Regions from separate parts of the Sus scrofa genome. Here region 1 is linked to region 2. Evidence: chromatin contacts called from public Hi-C data. All regions are on one chromosome and are shown on one strand. The core of a region is the stretch at or near the end of the contact, and the rest is flanking DNA. Distances in the headings are between cores, read along the strand shown.

Region 1 (3,258 bases), core at 705-3,204, 120 kb after region 2:
GTGCGGGAGGGGTGGGGGCAAGGGCAAAGCGCCTGGAGCAAGCCTGGCCTGCAACTGCGATTCCTGCAGCAGGGCTGGGGGCACGCTCTGTTCCAGCCCTGCCCCCTCCTTGGGTCACAGAGAAGCTGTGACCAGCTTTGCCACCCATTGGCTGGGTGACCTTGAGTAAGTCCCTTCCCCTCTCTGTGCCTTCTCTTTGCTCCAAGTCAAATGAAGGAGCAAGATCTTTGATCCTGAGCCCCTGGGCGGTCTCAGGACTCCAGACTGGGCCATTTCTCTCCCCCCAGAGTTGACCTCTTTGGCGCCCAGCACACACACTTCTCCTTATTCCACGTCTCGGGTGCAGCTCTGAAGAGCAGAGCAAAGCTCCTCGCCTTTCTCTCCCTGCCACCTGCCCCCCACCTGGCCCACCAGATTAGAGGGGCTCCTAGCCCCTCAGGTCACCAACAGCCTGTCTCTCAGTCCAGCTTCATAGAAGCCGGCCCAGTGGATGAGTCCTGCAGCATCCATCTTCCTTGGCCAAGGGCCTAGGGAATTCCACGGGGCAATGCCCATAGGAGCCAGGGGAGGGGCAGCCCCAGAGAGCAAGCTGGGCACTTCTCTCTGCAATGACACCCTCTTCTTCAGGAGAGGGTTTGGACCGCCTCAGGGGGATATTTGTAACACCGTCCTTTGTGTGTGTGTGTGTGTAGGTGTCAGTACGTGTGTGTGTGTGTGGGGGGGGGTGTCTCTACTGGTCCTGCTGCCTCAGAGGCCATCTCTGCTGGCAATTTGGAGGCTCCTAGAGCCATCCCCAGGCTCAGGGTGCCAGCTCTAAGGTTTTCAGCCTTACTGAACTGTCTCAGTCAGCCTCATCCCCTGGTCTGGTCTCTGGCCAGGGTGGATGAGGAGAGGTGAGATGGGATTCCATGAGCGGCAAGGTGGGAAGGATGGGGCCAGAGAGGGTGTGGGGGTGTTAGTGGGATGGGATTGTGTGAAAGGGTTACAGAGGGGTGGAGTGAGGCAGGGGATGGGATCCCTGCCCTGTTTCTGAGTATGGAAACCCGTTCTCTTACATCTTTACTGGAGAAAGAGGGGAAACCCCCAAAGGCATTTAGTGTGGAGGGGTCTGAGGTGACCAAACACTGGTGGGGGGAGCACGGGGGAGGGAATCCTCCACTTCTAAAGTGAGTCGCAGGGTCCCATTTCTGGGGTGGGGGGGGTGTAGGAAGGTCTGTACTGGGTGTGAGGGTGACACACTGTCTCTAAGGGGGGCGGGGGGGGGTAGTCTTGTCTTAGGGAGGGGCTTACTGACCCTCCAGGGGGCTTTCACTTTCCCTGGAGGAGACATACCCCGCTATCTATGATCCGGAGAAAGGAGGGTAGGGAGAAGAAATCCAAACTTAGCTTTTTAGGGAGGGGGAAGGGATATGGGTCTCCAAAGAGAAGAGGGGGGCCCTAGACACCTGGGGAGGCTGGAAACCACTTGGGGGAGGGGGCATGTTCCATTCCGGGGGGGTAAACTAGGAAGGGATTGTTTCTCTAGAGCCTGAGGCCAGGAAGGAAGGACCCATTTCTGAAGGGAAAAGGAATCTATTTTCCTCTCTGGAAGGTGGGAGACCCTCTCTTTTGAGGGGAGGGGATCTGCGTCTCAGGAACAAGAGGGCTCAGTTTCAGTGAGAAGATGCCCCGTTTTTGCTCCCTGGGGGCAGGGCTGAAGGATTCCATCTCAGCTCCCGCGGACGAGTCCGCCCCACATGACTTGGCGCCAGGTTCTTACCTCCAGACCCCGGCTCCGACGTGCGGACTCCGACCTGCCTGCCAGGCTCAGACTTGAGGGATCCGCGCCTTCGTTCTGGCTGCGCCGGGTCTCTGCCCCGCTTCCCCCAGCGACTCGCCGGGCTCCTTGGCTCCGCTGAGCCGCGATGGCCAATCAGCGTTGCCGGTCCCGACCCTCGCTCGCTCCGCCGCCAATCAGCGAGCCCGCCACGGGCCGCCGCCCCCGGGAGGGAGGGGAAGGCGGGGCGGGGGCAGAGTCCGGCCTCCGGGGGCGAAGGAGCCGGGGGCCTCCAGGAGGGGCCGCGAGGGCCGGGAGCTAGGATGGGGCTGTGGCAGAGGCGGTGAGCAGCCCCTTCAAGCTGGAGGAGAGCCTATCTGATGGGTGGGGGGTGGGGGTGGGGGGGTGGGGAGCCCGTCTCTCTATAAAAGGGGGCGGCTCTATAGGTTGATATAGGCTGATTTAACCTAGACCTTAGTTATCCCCTGCCTCTTTTCTCGACCCTCGCGGGGTGCGGGCGACTGTAAGTGCCCCAACTGCACCCTGCGCCCCGGAGCCCTAGATTCAGTAATGCAAGGTTCCGAATGAAAGGGAAAGGAAAGAGCATCGTGCCCTCCCCCGCCCCCATCCCCCAGCAGGTTGTTCAGGGCCTTCTTGCTCAGCCCTCCCTGCTGCCATTCACTTAACACCTCCTAGCCCATCAGCTCCAGAATAGCTACTGCATCCTGGGGGCAATGCAAAGAGCACTGGACTAGGAATCGATGGTTCCTTCTGCATGATCTGGGGCAGGTCACTCACCTCCCCATCCTCAGTTTCCCCAGTAGTAAATGGAGACAGTAGTGATAGTACCTCCTTCATGGCCATAGGTGAGAAGGTAGATGTGATGAAGGTGCTTCTATAAAAGTTAAAACGCTGTATGAAAACTAGTTAATACCGAAGTGGGACTGACCAGTAGCTTTCTAAAGGTATTTGCAACCAACAAGGACCTACTGTATAGCATAGAGAACTACGCTCAATATTTTGTCATAACCTCTAAGGGAAGGGAATCTGAAAAAGTTACCTACATAACCCAATAGCTGTGCTATACACCTGAAATTAACACGATATTGTAAATCAACTACACTTCCATTTTAAAAAAGACTAAACACATACATCCCAGTGAAATCAGCATGTAACTATAATCATAATCTGTTGTTTGGATTAAAGTGCAAATGAGAGCAAAAAATAAATAAGGGCATTTGGAAAGAGGATGCATTCATTCAGTGGTAAAATCGAAGGCACAAGAAACTACCCATCAAAACACAAATGCCATATGATACCGCTAATATGTGGAATCTAAAATATGACACAAATGAAAACATATCTGCAAAACAGAAACAGACTCACAGGTAGAATAGAGGCATGGTTGCCAAGGGGAAAGGAAGGAGTGGGGGAGAGAAGGATTGGGAGTTTGGGACTAGCAGATGCAAACTATCTTATATAGAATGGATAAACAATAAGAT
Region 2 (3,261 bases), core at 385-2,884:
TGGCCATCTTAGCAAACAACAACGCCCTGAGGCCCAGAGACTTGCACCAGATCTGCTGTGGGAAATCCAGATCACGTTTCACAGAGTCTCAGTTTCTTTATTTAAAATGAAATAACAACTATCCTACCTGGGATCAAAGAGGGAGAAAGGTCGACAGGGTCCAATGATATGTCAAAAGGCTTGGAAGTAAACCTAAGAGAGCACTCCGGCCAATGGGCCAATTAGAGCAGCAGTTTGTGTCCGTAATAAAGTTTTACTGGAACACAGCTGTGCTAGGTCCACATCTGGTCTATGGCTGCTTTTGGATTTAGGTTGAATAGTTACTACAGACCATATGGTCAGCAAACACGGAAGTATTTGCTATCTGGCCCTTTGCAAACAATGAACTGCTGACTTCGGCTCCAGGCCACTCTGAGTGTTTAACAACTTGCAAGTGTGCACTGATTACGGAGTCAAAAAGGGCCTGTGGAGAACTTACAACTGTGCATCATCAGTACATACAGAGCACCTGTGGCTCAGAAAAGTAAAATGATACATCTAAGGCCACACGCATTCAGTGAGGAATTCTGGAGCACACCAGTGCTACCACCCGACCCAAACGCAGCAGGGTAGAGAGAGACTGAGGCCATTTAGCGCCAGTCTCAAGTTCAAATGGCTGCTCTTCTAATGTGTGCAAAGGGTAGGTCAGGGTAAGCTTCATCACAACGGTTCATCTTGAGACCTATCCGTGCTCGTGGCAGCAAAATCTGGAAATGGAAAGCAAGTTTCCAGGAGTCCAAGAAGGTTCTCGGCAGGCAGCCTGTGGCAATCTAGGTTTCCTCTATCACCCCCTTCCACTGCAAGGCTAGAGCAGGGAGTGGCGGTGGCAGCGAATACTTACTGAGTATTATTGAGCACAGTCTACCGTATGTAAGATAACTTTCAAGAACTTAAATGATTTCATCCATTCATTCAAACATCACATGGAACAGGTAGACGCCCCATTTAAAGCCACAGATGCTGAGGCTCTGAGGTTAACTAACTTGCTCAAGTCACACAGCTGTCAAGCAGAGACTCTGCTAGGTCTGTTTGGCCTGGAAACCTATGTCTTTCATGTCAGGCTACAGGCGCAGACCACAGGTGATAGGTCTGAAGAGGGCACACAAGCTGGTAAACCCGGCTGATCCGGGATTCAAACCCAGGGGTGCTGATGAGAGTCCAGAACTGCGTTTTCCAATCAAAGTTCCTTGCTCTCAAGAGTTCCTAGCCTGTCCCTTCTCTCCGAGGACCCTGAAGTCTCGAAAAGCTGGTGAGAGCTTTCGTCTCATGACTCCAAGGAACCCAGAGTAAAGTTCAGCCCCTCCGTGGGAGGTAGGCGGTCCTTAGCCGCCCCAGGTCGCCTACCTGGACGGTCATTACACCCACCGGGGAGCCGTAGGGAGTTTTGCACCGCTTACCTGCCTGGGAGCGGTCAGAGTCCCGTCCACGTCGAAGAGGCAGAGCGCTGGGCCGGGAGCAGCCATGACCCCAGTTTCCACGTAAACCTTACACGACTTACTGGCACCTGGCACCCGGCCCGGAACTTCCGGGTCCGGCCCCCGTGCCGCAGGGCACGCCGGGAAGAGAATTCCCCTCCCGCAGTGCCCGAGACTAGCGTCGGCTTTGCTGGCTGGACTACAGATCCCAGAATGCAGCGCGCCCCCACGCTGTCCCATTAGGGCGGAGGACACGTTCTCGGAGATTCCCGGAACGCGAGGGACTCGCTTCCAGCTGCAGGCTGCGGGGCCATGGTAAGAAGGCAATTGGTGGCAAGAAAGGGAGGGGTCGTGCTTTGGGGGTCGGAGTCAGGCCCCGGGCAGGCCTGCGGACGCCTTAGGTTCTGATTCGGAGAATCCGGAGGAGGGACCTCCGACGTGGGTTCCCCGCCGTCCTATGCCCCCTAGGTCACGTGGGCCAACTAAAATTTAGCATTCACCGTGCATTACTGCATTTAAAGGCTTTAAAACTGTTACCTTCTTCAGTATGTTACGGATACCCACTTTGATAGAGAAACCAGGGCCCAGAGAGGTGGAGTAATTTGCCCAACGATCCACAGCCGGTGACTGTAGGAGCCAGGGTTGGAACCCAAAACTGGCTTCAAAGCTCAAAGCACCTTTCGGTGCAATATTCAAGGTGTAGAACTGTGCATCTAATAAAACCCTTGTGCTATGAGTTGACGCCTCCATCCCTTCCTCCTCCATTCTATCCCTTCCCTCAATCCAGGCCAAGAAAACAGCGTTTACGTTCTGCCCCCAAGATGACGCTTTTAACCTAACCGAGAATTCTACAGTTATTATGATGATTAGCTAGCGGATTTGTTCCCCACTGGGACACTGATTTAGTTTCCTGCTTGAGGAAGTGTTCACACAGGCCGTGGATCCGGTATCCAGCCAGAACCGGCCCTCCTTGGGTATGTGCTGAATGAATGAAGCCTGCGCCTACTTGAGCTGCCTGGAGGAAAGAGGTTGGGTTTGAAAGTTAGACTGCCCTACTCCCTGACTGTGTGTCTTTGGGTAAATTTCTCACCTTCTCTGGGCTTAGTTTCCTCAGTGGTAAAGTAGAAGCAGTGGTTCCTTTAGCACACAGCTTCCCTGACTATCACGTGAGGTAGAGGTAAAGCCTCTGATTTCAGCTTTCTTTCCATCTCTGGCAATCATGCTGACCTCACCAGGCTGGCAGGATCCTCTGTAGCAGATGTTTTGCATGTGGTCCTTGTGTGATTAGCTTGGCTGAGTTCCAGAGAGAAATGGTCTCCCTGTCTCCTTTCCAGGCTGCCCTGCTCCGAGCTGTGCTGTGGTCACCAAGGCAGGCTGCATGGGGAAGGCCTTTCCACAGGCTGTGGCGCTGCAGTGGGCAGGATCCTAGGAGGTGGGCGGGGAGCAGGCCTCTGCCATCCAAGAAGAACCCGCTGGGCACAGAGACTGAGAAATTTCAGATGGTGTACCGGTTTGATGCCATCAGGGTCTTCGGGTACCTCTCTCAGCTGAAGGTGGCACAGACAGCGTTGACAGTGGTGGCCCTGCCGCCTGGCATCTACTGGTACTCCCAGGGCCTCATGACCTTCAACTCCCTGTGCCTGGCAGGCGCAGTTGCCAGCTTCGCGCTGGCCATGTTGTGCTGGATGAGCCATTTCTTCCGGAGGCTGGTGGGCATCCTCTATGTGAATGAATCAGGCACGGTGCTGCGGGTGGCCCACCTGACCTTCTGGGGCCGGCGACAGGACACGTACTGCCCCGTGGCCGA

Evidence for each region. Hi-C and Micro-C count contacts between places; a contact is called where the count stands out from the background.
Region 1: a contact with region 2 is called in a Hi-C map of liver, with 3 times the contacts expected there. The contact joins the enhancer-like site here to the promoter of TMEM186 in region 2. A contact is called at or near these places in 1 of 5 promoter capture datasets (fetal liver) and 9 of 47 Hi-C or Micro-C datasets (alveolar macrophages, liver, mesenchymal stem cells and 6 more).

Annotation. Positions count from the first base shown.
Region 1 is chr3:34,013,612-34,016,869 of Sscrofa11.1, forward strand. No RefSeq gene overlaps it. Among named protein-coding and RNA genes, the nearest start is that of METTL22, 40 kb to the right of the region's middle. Within about 2 kb of position 1,955, at least 32 of the 83 cell types and tissues checked have an H3K27ac peak or open chromatin away from gene starts, as enhancers often do. A contact at or near this core is called in fetal liver, liver, omental adipose tissue and 1 more, where this site is marked.
Region 2 is chr3:33,890,881-33,894,141 of Sscrofa11.1, forward strand. TMEM186 (transmembrane protein 186) reads left to right here and starts at 1,635. Exons shown (of 2, transcript XM_003124605.4): 1 at 1,635-1,769; 2 at 2,789-3,261. The coding sequence starts at 1,767. It overlaps PMM2 (phosphomannomutase 2), which reads right to left and starts at 1,592. Exons shown (of 8, transcript XM_021086654.1): 1 at 1,437-1,592. The coding sequence starts at 1,502.